2 separate regions of the Hordeum vulgare genome follow, and region 1 is linked to region 2. The links are chromatin contacts, called in public Hi-C maps. All regions are on one chromosome and are shown on one strand. Each heading gives the region's core, a stretch centred on a gene start, on an enhancer-like site or on the middle of the called end of the contact. The rest is flanking DNA. Distances are from core to core; before and after follow the strand shown. Region 1 holds the start of LOC123444690 (E3 ubiquitin-protein ligase At3g02290-like). Region 2 holds the start of LOC123440402.

The links. A called contact is a pair of places that touch in the nucleus more often than the background predicts.
Region 1: a contact with region 2 is called in a Hi-C map of leaf, with 4 times the contacts expected there. The contact joins the promoter of LOC123444690 here to the promoter of LOC123440402 in region 2. A contact is called at or near these places in 3 of 6 Hi-C or Micro-C datasets (leaf and seedling).

The regions. Positions count from the first base shown.
Region 1 is chr3H:524,945,670-524,952,743 of MorexV3_pseudomolecules_assembly, forward strand. It overlaps LOC123444690 (E3 ubiquitin-protein ligase At3g02290-like), which reads left to right and starts at 4,690. Exons shown (of 5, transcript XM_045121498.1): 1 at 4,690-4,797; 2 at 4,983-5,293; 3 at 6,052-6,424. The coding sequence starts at 5,198.
Region 2 is chr3H:524,765,409-524,772,492 of MorexV3_pseudomolecules_assembly, forward strand. LOC123440402 reads right to left here and starts at 4,633. Exons shown (of 1, transcript XM_045116973.1): 1 at 3,497-4,633. The coding sequence starts at 4,382. The coding sequence ends at 3,729.

The DNA of each region.
Region 1 (7,074 bases), core at 3,440-5,939, 180 kb after region 2:
TGTGACTTCAACAACCATAGTAATCCAGTAGTATCTGCATGTTCTTAGAGATTCTAGGTTTGCCTTTTCACTATAAGTTATCACACAATCTTCCTATTTATTTTTACAAGAATACAAGAATCTTGCAAACAAAAAATCAGGCTTTAACAAGGGTGACAGTCGGTGGGTCACTTCCAATACAGTGGTCTTCCGGCGCGGTGGCTACACTCGAGCAGAGGAGTGGCAGTGGAAGCGCCAAACTGGCGGTGCCTGACCAGCCACTTCAGGCTCTTCCTGAACCATGGAGCTAGAGGTCATCCTCTGCTCTCAGGTACGTTTTCCAATCTTTCTGCAAATTAGACGTGCATTTTGCCGAGTAAAACATATTTTACTGTCAGAACTAGAACAAACACACACATCTACTATCTGATTCGCTGCTGATACTAAGTTATGAACTATCATGTTCATTAGTGCAAAGTGCGGACACATTCTTTTGGCACACAAAATAGTCCTCACAACACCACGTCATGTCTATTAATTGTGACTTTTGCAGCATGCGACATGTTTTTATTGAAACTACATCACATTGTTTGTGCCTTTGCATTGCCCTTACTGCTGCACCGTGCACCCCCAGGTTCTTCTCTCCCATGGGAGGGGCCAACGAGTGGCAACGGACGGTGGGACAATGGATGGTGACGCAACGGACAACAGGAGATCTGCCGGTGGCAATGGACGGGAGGAGGCGGTGGCAATGGATTAGATTTTGTATATAATAATTGTATATGATTTTATTTTTCTTTAACAAAATTGTCCGAGTGTTCTGCTATGTCCGGCAAAGGGTGTTTCACTGGACAAGAGTTGTAACCTTTAAGGTTTGGTGGTTGCTTAATTGTTAATATATAATACTTTTAGTAGATTCTTTTTTGGTCCTTATTAGGGTTGTTCTTGCGAGAAGCTTATTCGATCAAGGTGTAAGATCTATGACATTTGCCTTTCTAGCAATTGGATTTCGATGCATGGTTATGCAAAATGTAGGTTTTTATTTGCTTACTTGTGTTGCCCACCACATCTTGGTTTATGCATAGTTTTTGCTGCTTGCATGTGACGGCCAGAGCAGCAGGTGGGTTCTATTTTTTCTCTACATTCAGTTGAATTTTCTTATGTTGTATTCTGTATTACCCGGTATAGTTCACGAAACTAAGATGCAATATCATGTTTGCCTTCATACAAGTTTGTTATCCAGATATCTGCTGTAGGTTGAAAACGTACACATGCCTCTCCTTCTCCCCTCCTATACCCTAAACCCTAAATAACCTTGATAATGCCACTCCTTCAATTTAATATTCAAATTACTTTCTCTAAAATTTGCATGAACAAACTTGAATATAAACCGACCTTCTACTGAAGAATGATGTGTGGGCTTGGGTGAAGTCCATGAAAGCGAAGTGTGGTGGAATTGAGCTGCTTATGTAGTGTCAGAATTCTACCGTTCTATTTTGAAAATAAAAAATTGAAATAAGATTCAGAAAAAATATATTAAAACAGTGGTCACATTCCCTTTCTGGTGGTAGTAATTGAGGATTCCATAAATAGGGATAGCTAAAGTGCTTCAGTAATGACAACACTGGGCGAAAAAACTAAGTTGTTGACAACAGACCTATACACTTGTCCCTAGCGACAATGCGGGTTTACTTTTGTCGTAGCATCATAGGCGGGAGCTTATCATGTTAAAGTGAAATTATATGGTGTGAAGTAGAACGATAGGAGCAGATCTTGAGCAAAAGGAGTGGATCAAGATTGAACCCACATAAGGACATCAACGTCGCATTATTATGTTGTCCCGTGACAACGTACGGGCATTTAACTAGTATAAAATAATTTTTCCACCAATCTAACAGACTCATGCGTAGAGCAGAACACACATAAACACACATAAAAGTTGTCATGTGCTAATTAGAAAAAAAAATGATATAAAATTTGTCTTGTGCCAATTCCCCCCCCCCCCCCCAAAAAAAACTAAAAGTTACCCTATGACAAATGAAAACATTGAGGACTTTTGTCCTAAATTTGTCATGTTACAAGAACAAAATTATTATCTACAGGAAGCCATGGTCGAAGTATGTGATATGAATTTTGCCATAGTATATGAAGATTTCTTTGCATTTTATTTTAAATAAAATTGCCATATTACATATAATAGATTTTCCATAGACACATGGCGAACCTGGCATGAGTACATACAATTAAATTTACCATGTAGTTTCTATTTATCCGAATCAACGTAAAAATTTAAAGTAAAAGTAAAAGAAAGAGACATGGAAATTTTAGGGGGAAATGTGTTATCAAAAAAAGCATGGAAAAGCCTTTAAAAAGGAAAAAAACATGGAAAATTGTTGCAAAATTTCTAAACTTTGGATTCAAAATTAAGAAAAGTTTGAAGTGCTCAGATGGAATTTTACAAAAAAAAAGCCACGAAAAAAATATCATTTTTGTACTAGTTACATGGCAAATTTACAAAATAAATGTATAAAAATGGTCACCATGGGAACTTTATGAATTTGTTTTGTGTAAAACAACATGACAACTTTTGGAAAAAAGATTGTAATCATCATTTGAAAAAAAAAACATACCACACAAAAAAGAAGAAACACAATTGCCATGGTCATAGTAATTTAATATTGAAACATGGTTTATCAGAGTTGCCATTGCGGAACAATATTTCCTCTGTTTTGAATTACTTGTCTTTGGTTACTTCGCTTAGACATATTTTAGTGATAGATACGACAAGTAATTTAAAATTAAGATAATAAATGAAATGCAAAACAGATTTGAAAAATCCCATGGCAAAACACATCTCACTTAAGCACGACAATATGATTTATTAAGTTGCATGGAAAAAATCATTATCAAGTCACTATGCACAACACGATACTCTACTTGCCATGGCAATAAAAAGTTTTTTTTAAACACAGTACAGATGCAAGCGTTTATATACTCACGCATACACTCACTTATATTAATGCACACACGTACATCCTATCCTTATGGGCATCTTTGATAGATTGAGTTAACATATCATTTTGAAATTTATGTAATCACCGTAGACACCTTGACGTCGACGAAAACGTCTCCTTCCACTAAATATGCATTATAAAAAATTCTAAAATAAATCTCTTCCTAATAATAAAGCACGGAGTGCTTCTGTCGTCCGTTGTGATCGTTTTGCAGAAAACACCCTGGAGTTTCCCGAGATCAACCCGCAGTCCGGATTTAAGTGAGGAACGAATCGGTTTTTGTATTTTTTTACAGGCAACCCCCGTGATTTCCCGAAATTAACCCACAGTACATAATTAAGCGAGAGAACGAATCGTTTTTCGGAATTTTTTAGAAACCTCCTTCGATTTTCATAAAATAAACCCGTAGTACATACTTGAGTAAAAAACCAATCGTTTTCCATATGTTTTCAAAAACACCACTACAGTTTTTAATTAATTAATCTATAGTTGAATTACAAGTGCAAAATACTTTAAAAATCATATCTTTTAAACGGTAACTTCATTTTACATTATTATATATGAAATTTTATTAGAAAAATATGTAGAATCTGAATATAATGTTAGTTTATCTATTTAATTTTTTGAAAATTATGTTTATAATGTAATTTTAATCAATAGTGATGCGCACAATCTAAATATAATGTTATTTTATCTATTTATCAATTTTAAAATTATTTTTATGCTGTAATTTAATCAATAGCGTACAATCTATTTTTTCATAACGAGGCCGATCCATGTTGTTAATTAATCCACGGTCCAATTATAATTAACAAATATTTTAAAAAATTATATCTTTTAAACTGTAACTCTAATTTTAAATTATTACATATGAACTTTCATTCAAAAAATGTGTTGAATCGAAATATAATGTATTATCTTACCTATTTAATTTTTTAAATTTATATTTGTAATGTAATTTGAATCTATATGATGCGTACAATCTAAATATGGTATTATTTTACTTATTTAACAATTTTAAAATTCTATTTATGCAGTAAATTTAAATAAAGATGTCAAGTCATGATTATTAGTTTAAACGTGTTGTATGGTTTGCTCCCGTTGCAACGCACGGGGCTCTTTTGCTAGTACAAGAATAATGCGAGCATCGAAACTTGAACTTGATGGATCAAGGATACCAATGTCCCCTAACCATCCAACCACAACTTAGTTCGCGCAACAAAAAGTATGTGAAAAATGTCCATCACAACACATCTTAATTAAACTTCCTGTAGACTTACGATATGCCGTATCAAAGTCTATGTAAAAAAGCACACCATTAGACGGGGCCGAAATCTTTCAAAAGCAGAGTCTTCCTCGAGACATAAAAAAAAAAAAAAAAAAAAAAAAAAAAAAAACAGGGACTTTGCAAAAAGCAGCGGCGGTGGTCCGCCAGGGAAATCAGAGTCAGCATCCACCCCCACTTACCAGCCGGCACCGCTAATCCCGTAAACAAAACCCACCAATAGGAGATTTTTATTCCATCTCTCTCTTTCCGCCGCTCGCGCGTTCGGCGCAACAGCAAACCGATCGCAATGCCTTGCGTGCCAGCTCCGATCTCCTAGCCGCCCCCGCTCGCTCTCCAATCCGCCTCCATCTCCAACCGCAATCCCCACCCCGCGATCGCAATTATCCGCCCCCCCCCCCCCCCCCCCCCCCGATTCTTCCGAGTTCGGTTACCACTGCCTGTACCACCTACCGCTAGTACTTGTACCCACCGCCGTCAATCTGCGTGGGGGTTTAGCAGCTCCGCCCGTCCCCAAAGGTCCGCCTTTTCTCCCTCATGAACTCGCAGTAGAAAAGGAAAACCCGATTCCATCTTGAGTACCGGCAGCGGGGGCAGAATTTACCGGCGCCACCGAAGATGTGACTCTGTTTCTTGTTTTTTATCGATCCTCTCACCGGCGGCGCAGGGCCTAAGTTTGCGGCGTAAATTGGGTTGTTTCGCAGGTTCGGCGGCGAGGGGTAAAGGAACCGGCCCGGATTCAAGGCGGCGGCGGGATCCGATTCCATAAATAAGTTGCCGCCGATCGGCTTCTTCCTTCCGACCGTCGGCGTTGCCCCCTTCCAAGTGCTGGTGCGGTGGCCGGGCAGCGAGAGGGAGAAACTGGGAGGCCGGTGCTTCTGGCTCCTCCGCTTGGTTTGCAGGGGACGAGTTCAGTCCGATGGGGGCCATCATGTGCTGCTTCCGCGGCCCTGTTGACGACGCGCCTGGCTGCTGCTGCCTGCCATGGCCCTTCTTGAACAGCCATCGCAACTCGGTACGCCTCTGCCTATCTGTTTGTTTTGACCGTCTTTTTTGGGCATTTATTTGGTGTATTTGCGGTGATATAGATAGGAGTATGTGACGAATTTAGTCACGGCGTTGATGAAATGTCTGAAAATTGGGTTGCCGAGTGGCAGATGGTGGGTGAATTTTCTGTGTTCGTGATCCTCCCATGCGCTAGTCGTGTCCCAGGATCACATTGCAGTGACGGGCAGTACGGGGATTGCAATCTGTTCGATGCGAAGGGAATAGCAAATGCTCATTATTGTGTTCATCAATACCAAAGTTATGCCCTCAATATAGCAAATGTTCATTATTGTGTTCATTTAATTGCGTAACTTTTACCGCCAACGGTAAATTAGTAGATAAACCATGAGCCCTTCCCAGTGCTCCATAGTGTACATGTGCTAAGAGTGCCACATAGACAGAAAACTGATGTGGCAACACAATTAAAGAGTGCATGGAGCCTATCCAGTTTTATTACACTGGGACTTGTTTGACAGTCAGTTCAGAGCTGCTATTCTCAGAAGTTGGAACTGGACAACTCGGTACTGAATAAGTAAGATATTATAAAGACCGAACTACAAATGGCCGGTCCATGTAGCTCGAAAATTATTACAGTATTATTATACAGTTTGGTATACTTAAATGGTGTCACATTTGTTCATTATAATTGCATGTTCTGTCTGGACCTTCTGTTTCAATCAGCTGCTATGCACTAGTATATCATCTAAATGTTCTATTTTTCCACAGGGCGCTCCTGCTCGTCCAAGAGCGCCTTCGCGGGTTGCGCCTGTTCAGGGAAGGGTTCCTCCTGCAGGTTCACGGCAGGATGATTCAATGAACACCTTCCGCTGCCCTCCTAGGCCTTTGCCTTACGATGATCCTCAATTCAGACATCAAACGGAGCACCACCCGCTGGTGTCAGGAAATGACAAAGCTTCAACGCAGTCCCAGAAACCTAATCTACCTGAAGAAAGCAATGATGCTGATACTAGATCAACTTGTGCCAATGAGAAGGCTGCTGGACCGTCCCTGAAAGCTGAGTTGGGAGGTAGAAAAGTCGGGGGAGCTCAAGTCTGTGTTCCTTCTGATTGTGAGGATGACTGTCCAATATGCCTAGAAGGTCAGTGAAAACAATTACCTGTTTTACAACTCCTTCAACTCAGAATTGAAGCATCTTATCTTTTCGCTCAGTGGGATTTACAATTTACAGTTCTTCGCATATAAGCCCTCTTTGATAGCTCACTATTTTCCAAGTATTCTGAAAATACTACAGTTTTTAGGACTACACAATGAATATGATACCACAATGATTAAATAAACTAGTACACGAGAAAGAGAGCATCTGAAACATTCTTGTATCAGTTGCAAAAATATACATATTTAATCATTGTTGTTAATGAATATGTCTTAATTAACCAGTTCTCATTGATAGCTACTCCCTCCGTATGAACGCTCTTATATTATGGGACGGAGGGAGTAGTTTGTACCATTTTATCAAATTGCTGCCACGTGAATACATCTACTCTGGCAATGGTAAAGGAAAACAAATGTAGCATTCCATAACTCTGAATTACTCCCTCCGTTCCTAAATATAAGTCTTTTTAAAGATTCCACTACGGACTATATACGAAGCAAAATGAATGAATCTACATTCTAAAATATGTCTATATACATCCGTATGTAGTTCGTAGTGAAATCTCTTCAAAGACTTATATTTAGGAACGGAGGGAGTAATATCCTTGTACTTTGTGCACAGTTGTTTGCTCTTGT
Region 2 (7,084 bases), core at 3,383-5,882:
ATGAAAAAACCTTCACAAAAGATGGCTATCAACAACGAGGTTGTAGGGTTTCCAAGAGAAGTGGGCTAGGGGTGTAGTGTTAAGCATGTCATACTTTATCAAAACGATCACATATCAGGATGGACTCTTATATACACACACTGATGTCAAGTTTCCTTTTTGACTCATTTAGAGAATCTAAAAAAAACTTGATTATAAATGAGGCTGTTTACCAAAGCTTTGGAGGGGTTTGGAGATCATTTGGAGCATATTTTCCGTGTCCATAGTTTCACATAATAAAAATTCTTCGATTAATCACCTAACATGCATAATAGTCCAGAAATTACGGTAACACCAATACCACATACTAAATAACTTCAAATGTGAATTCGGCTCAAATTTGAATTTAGGTTCAAATTTGAATAATATTACACAAATACATATCATATCAAAGTAAAATACCATTACACAAATTCAGACAAGGTTTTATTTCTACAGCATAGTACCGATAAACAAGTTTTAACCAGTTTTCACTTCATCTTCGTCTTACCACTCGATTTTCTTTTGCTTTTTTTTTATTCTACAACACCCGGTTCACTCAAGCTCTTGGTTTTCTTCACTGGACTGCCTCGAACACACACATTCACAACAGCTACAGTACCATCGGGCCCAATATCATCAGTTGGCAACACAACTTTCAATATAGGCTCAGTTGGCACCACATCAGCTGGAATATCATCAGTTGGTAACTCAACTTCCAATATAGGCTCAGCTTGCACAACATTAGCTGAAATATCTTCAAAGGTACCCATATTTTCATCAAAACTTCTCTTTTTTCTACATCCATTTCCTCTTGCCTTTTTCTTTGACCAGCAATCTTCAGCAACGAAGGGCTTACTTGCATGCTTCCTCCTAAAAAAAATAAAGCAATTGGTTAGTAATTGAAAAATGCAGACAGATAGTAAACATCACAAACATTAGCCCATATATTTTGGCCTTTCAGGAGTGTAACAACATTTAGGAGATCCAACTCGATGCTCAAGTTCCTCGCACAACTTGCATATATTTTTGTTACCTTTTTGGGACCCTTTTGGCTTCGCATCCTTATTTCCCTTCCCCTTTTTAGTACTCCCACCTTTCTCAAACCATGCCTTAAATCTACTCTCTTTAGGCCTACCAGCGTTTCTTTTTTGTTAGGGGACGACACATGAAAAATTTAATTTCCACTTCAAGCCACTCAGACTGATTTATAAGTGGTGGAATTGAAGTTGCATATACAACCTTGAATCTTGTTACTGAGTAATATTCGTGCAAATGCGGATGCATGTTTATCTTCGGTCGGGAGGCCAAGAAAAGTATGGCATGATCACATGTTTTTCCAATGTGTTGTCACTCCAAAGAATTGCAATCATGCATTTCAGTGTTAACAACAAGCCTTTTACCAGTTTTGGTATCTCTAAGCACCCCACGCAGCAGTTTTTTCAACAGATAAACGTGTAATATTTTTGCTCCTGTTGACCACCTCTTGTACCACTGCAAGAAGCTTGTCCCCTTGCAGACAATCACCAATCCTTCTTCTCAAATCCCACAAGCGCATGATCATGATCCTGATTTGGTCAACCATGTCATGCATATGCAATTTTTTTAACTTCTTCACCTTGTTGTTAAAACTTTCTGCCAAGTTGTTGTTCATATGATCGCACTTGATGGCAGTGTTAAATCATGACATATACCATAATAGAGAATGATAGGTGTTCATCCATGGACCAAACTCAGGGCATGTTGTGATTATCTTACCAAGATAGTAAGAATGTGTTTGTTTAGTGTAAGATCTTGTTGTTGACCAAATGCGACCAAATTCTTCCCCTCTGAATTTTTTGATCAAATTCATCCATTTATGGCCGAAGCACTCCCTCTGCTCACAATGGAGAAATTCTTGAGTTTTCTAGCTTTTGCATGCATTTGTGTGGACTGTCAAAGATGAAATTGGCTCTATGCATCTTTTCATCAGCATCATGACTAAAACAAGCTAATAGCAGCAGGGAACATCCAGTTGTGTTCATCTAAAGCATTGCAAGCTACCAACCCACTGGATGAAGATCAAAGAAGAATGTAACCTGAACTAGTACTTCACGTCAACACAATAAAACACCAGTTATCATCCATGTCAACACAATAAAAGACCAGTTATCATCCATGTCCTGAAGGAGTTAAAAGTTTACCCCAGGGCAGCAAGAATCAAGTAAGGGAACATTTCATCTAGGCAAATAAGAACAAACCACTGTTAGGAGGAAAATGCAAACAGACAGTGGCATCAAAGAAAATCATCCCAGCAGCACCAAAGGAAAATACTATCCAAAAATTAGACCACGAGAGATCAAACAGACGTTCAAACAACACGTAGCAAGAAAAGCAACTAAGTACGGCAGTATGTGCGCTAGGATTCAGAATCTCATGAAAAACAGAGGATGAGCAAAGTATCAATATACATTTATGTCCAAACATCCTCTGCATGGTAACACATAATCAATAGTCTATCATCCGATATTTTGATATAACTATTTGTATGATCTCTTTATTCTCTCTCGCTATACTTCTTACCACACTGGGGTGCATATTCACCATATGACGATAATGAAGAAGAAATACAGAATTGTACAATTACAACATACAGGTATCATATCCCATGAGGATACAGTAATTTTCAAGTTAGGCTCTGAATGTGGTATTCATCTGATTATGATGAACTGAAGTGACTAAAAGAATGTTTAGGTTGGGAAGTGACAACCCAGGACACAAGTGACAGGTTGCCAAACAAACTAATAAAGAAAATAAAAAAAATAGAAGACAGCCAATAATTATATAAGAACAATCACGTCAGTTTGTTACCTTCATTGCGAGGCAATTGAATGACATACTGAATCATTTTTTAAACTGGTATGCGAGCATTGTGCCTCTATAGCTTGTCAATCTGTATAGCACAAGCATGTAATACGAGAAACAAAAGATACATCTGAGCATAGAAATTCCATAACTTGATTCCTTATATTGAGGAACATATTCATTTAAACTTCAGCTAGGCAATAAATTTGCAGAACTCACTGGAGCCAAACGAATTTCAAAGTGGTCATCTTATAATATTCAACAAATTACACTGGAATACAAAATTAGGACGCACTGGATGAAGATTAAAGAAGATTTCAACCTCAACTAGTACTTCACGTCCATCCAGTGAAAGACCAGCTATCATCCATGTCCTGAAGGAGTTGAACTTTACCCCAAGGCAGCAAGAATCAAGTAAGGAAACATTTCAGGCGAATAAACGCAAACTACTGTTAGAAGGAACATGCAAAGACAGTGGCATCAAAGAAACTTATCCCAGCAGCAGCATCAAAGGAATATACTATCCAAAAAGTAGACCCAGGAGAGATCAAACAGAGATTCAAAAAGCACCAGCCAAGAACAGCAACCAAGTACGGCAGTATGTGCGCTAGGATTCAGAAGAAAAAACAGAGAATGAGCAAGCATCGATATATATATATATTTATGTCCAAACATCCTCTGCATGGTAACACATAATCTATAGTCTATCATCTGATATTTTGATATACCTATTTGTATGAGCTCTTTATTCTCTCTCGCTATACTTACTTATGAGTACCAAGGAGGTAGGGAGGCAACCTGTATTTCAGCTACTGCTTATTACTAGTATGATGAAGGAATTATCCGACCCTTCATCTTGTGTGTGTCTACTTCTTGATCCGGCGCACCTTCTTTGCGCCCCAGACCTCCATGCGGCCCTTGGGGCAGCCGCAGGGCGCGCGGAAGATGAGCACGGTGCGTCCATTGGGCGGCGCCATCTTCCGGAGCTCGGCCTCCAGCTCGCGGTGCGCGTCGCCGAGATCGACGGGGCGGGGCGCCCCGGCGGCGGCGAGCAGGGCCGATCGCGCGGCGGGGGTGGGGCGGCCGCGCACGCACTCCTCCGTCTCGAGCTGGATGTCGAACTCGACGGCCTTCTTGAGGCCCCTGCAGCGCGGCTTGCCGCACTTGCGCGCGTGGTGGCCCAGCAGGCCCCATCCGAGCGCGGCCCCGGCGACGGCGGCGGCGGCCCCCGCGAGCGGCGCGGCCGAGAGGCAGGAGGCCGCCGGGTGGAGCAGCGCGCGCGCCTCGAGCAGCAGCAGCCTGGCGTGCGGGGCCACGAGGAAGCCCAGCGCGGCGAGCACGGCCAGCAGCAGGAGCGCGTCCAGCGCGGCCATCGGCGAGTGGTCGCAGAGCGCGGTGAGGCTGTGGCGCCTGGAGGGGGACGGCGCGCGCTTGGATCGGGTGGCAGACGAGGGGTCCGCCGCCCTCCGGTGCTGCTCGAAGGCGCGCAGGAACTCGATGAGGCTGCGGCACTCCGCCATGGCTCCGGCGGGTGAAATTCGCCCGTTTCGGCCTGGTCTGGTCTGGTGCGGTGCCGGTGCGTTTGCCTGCGCGAGTTTGGGAAGAGGGAAGGGCGGTGCGGTGTGGTGTGGTGTGGTGGGGGCGTCGGGATCTGGTCTGTGACTGTGGGGGAGCGAACCTGCGTGGGACCTGCCGCTGCCGATCGGATCGGTGGGGTCGGGGCCTGGCTCGGCTCGGTCGACCGGCGGCAACCGAGCGTCTGCCCGCTTCGTTCACGCCGCCAGTAAGTATTACGCTACTACCAAAAGCCGTTAGTACTAGTAGTAGTACAGGGAAGTGATGACGCCGGTGCTGTGTGTGCCGCACCGTCGAGATGTCAACGCCGCGGCCGCACGCGTTATACGATCCGCCGGACGGGCGGGCGGGCGTACGTGGCACCGGCGGGGCCGCTGGTCGTGCGGCCGGCTCCGGTCGTAGTGGCGCCGTACGCCACCAGCCGCTCTATGCCTATCTATTATGTGCGTTTCTGGACCAAAAGCTCCCGTGGTGTGCACGGCGTTATCAGGGGAAGAAAAGGCGCTGCTTCGTGCGTGGTGGCGCACGTCTCTGCCACCGCCACCACGGAGGAATTCCGCCGGTTAAAGCTTCTTCTTGGGCAGCGACTCCCGTCCCGTGTCGTCGTTGCATACACGCTGCTCCGCTTTTCCTTTCCCGGTTGCCGTTCTGGTGCATTCTGTTCAGGGAATGTCCCGTCTCACCTCCGCGGCGATCGATGTGCCGCGCACGCACTAAGACGCCGACGAGCGCTTCGTCTCGGTGAAACTCGAGTTTTTATTTTGGCGACCACTAGAAATCATCCGCCTGCAGGTGGCCGTCAGATGCAGCAACACTTCGGCAACAGTGAAAACACCGTCAAAGCTTCACTGCACAACAACGCGGCCACATCCATAGCTCCTATGCAGCAGCGATGGCTTCCGACAAAGCTCAAGTACAACATCGCCTACTTCCGGTGAAGCTTCATTGTAACTCCGTCAAAGCTTCAGTGCAACACCGCCTACTTTCGGCGAAGCTCCATTGTAACTCCAGCAAAGCTTCAATGCAGCGTCGGCTATGCTTCGGGTGGCCCGGTGTTATTCCATTGCAACACCGACGGTGCTCCCTACAAGCTTCAAGCAACATTGTCGGAGTTGCAGCGCCCTCCTAAGCATCACCAAAGTTTGCAGCGTCCCCTAAGCATCACCGGAGTTTGCAGCTCCGGCAAAGCTCCATTGCAGCCGCAACGAGCTCCACCGACCCGACGACGCTCCCGTGGCATGCTTCACTCAAGCTTCAACGAAACTTCGTTGCAACGCGACGAGCCAGGCGGCGCTCCATTGCAGATCCTGACGCTCCATTGAAGCTTCCATTGCAGTCTTGACGGAGCTTCGACGCAACGTCGATGACTCCGGCAAAACTCGATTGCAACTCTGACGCGAGCAGCGGTTGCGAGCGGGGCGGCATCGGCGAGGGAGGACGGAGAGGAGAAGTGGCAGCGCGAGAGGTATAGGAGTGCGTGGCGTTGCGCGCCTCGGCGGAGGTGGGAGATGGCGGCGGTTGCCATTGCAGCGCCCGTGAGATTTGGATTGGGAAGGAAGAAAAGCTTCGATCGAATTTTGTGCTGGGGCCACACCGTGTGGGATATGCGTCGTAGTGCTGAGGCGACTTATGCGACGCTGTAATCAGCCGGTTTATTTTAAGTGTTTTCATTTTATTTTTTAGAAGAGAAAAGACCTGGGATGATGCTCCACAGCCCCACGTACGTATGCACACTACTCCCCGTCACGGTTTAGAAGACACGGTTCTGTTTACATGCATATTTAGAATAGAAGAGAATTAAGGCGTGTGGCATTTACAACTTGGTTAATTAAGAAAAGTATTTCCTCCGTTCCTAAATATAAGTCTTTTTAAAGATTCCACTAGTGGACTATATACGGTTGTATATAGACATACTTTAGTATATAGATTCACTCATTTTGCTTCGTATGTAGACCACTGGTGAAATCTCTTAAAAGACTTATATTTAGGAACGGAGAAAGTATTAAACTACATGCACTCCTTGTTTAATGATTGTGTGAGTTACTGTACTGTGTATTATCTTTTTAAATAATTAATCGTCGTACGGTTATTATATAAGCATTTATAAAAAATAATGTCAAACAAGATTCGCCTTGATTTCTGAGATCGCTTATGGAAGTACTTTGTCAAATAACGACGACGTCGTGCTGGTGTTTTCTTGTGGGGTGGAGAAAACTTCTTGCGTGTGATCTATGGACTCTCGGTAGTAATGGTATATGGAAGCATGGTCAAGCAGGTGCGTGGAGAACGACAATGTCATTCGTCAATACCGTGACAACTGACAGTGTTACGTCTGAAACTCTTCAAGTTGACCGAGTTTTCCTCGGTATCACGTGGGATAAAACTGCATTTGATTTAGCGGTCGATTGCGTGTATTACATTCTTGTGCTCCCATCTTCGACGACCATAAATTGTACGTTGAACAGCGACTTGATCGGTTGCTGAAATTTTGACCCTTTTGATCATTACTTATTACTTAGTGCAGACCTGATCCACAAATTTGCTCTCACATCCGTTCACGGACAGGGGCCAATCCGTGAACATAGATGCGGAAGCCGGCTATCTAAAACTACCTGCTAACATCTGATCCTACTCCGTACGTTTAATA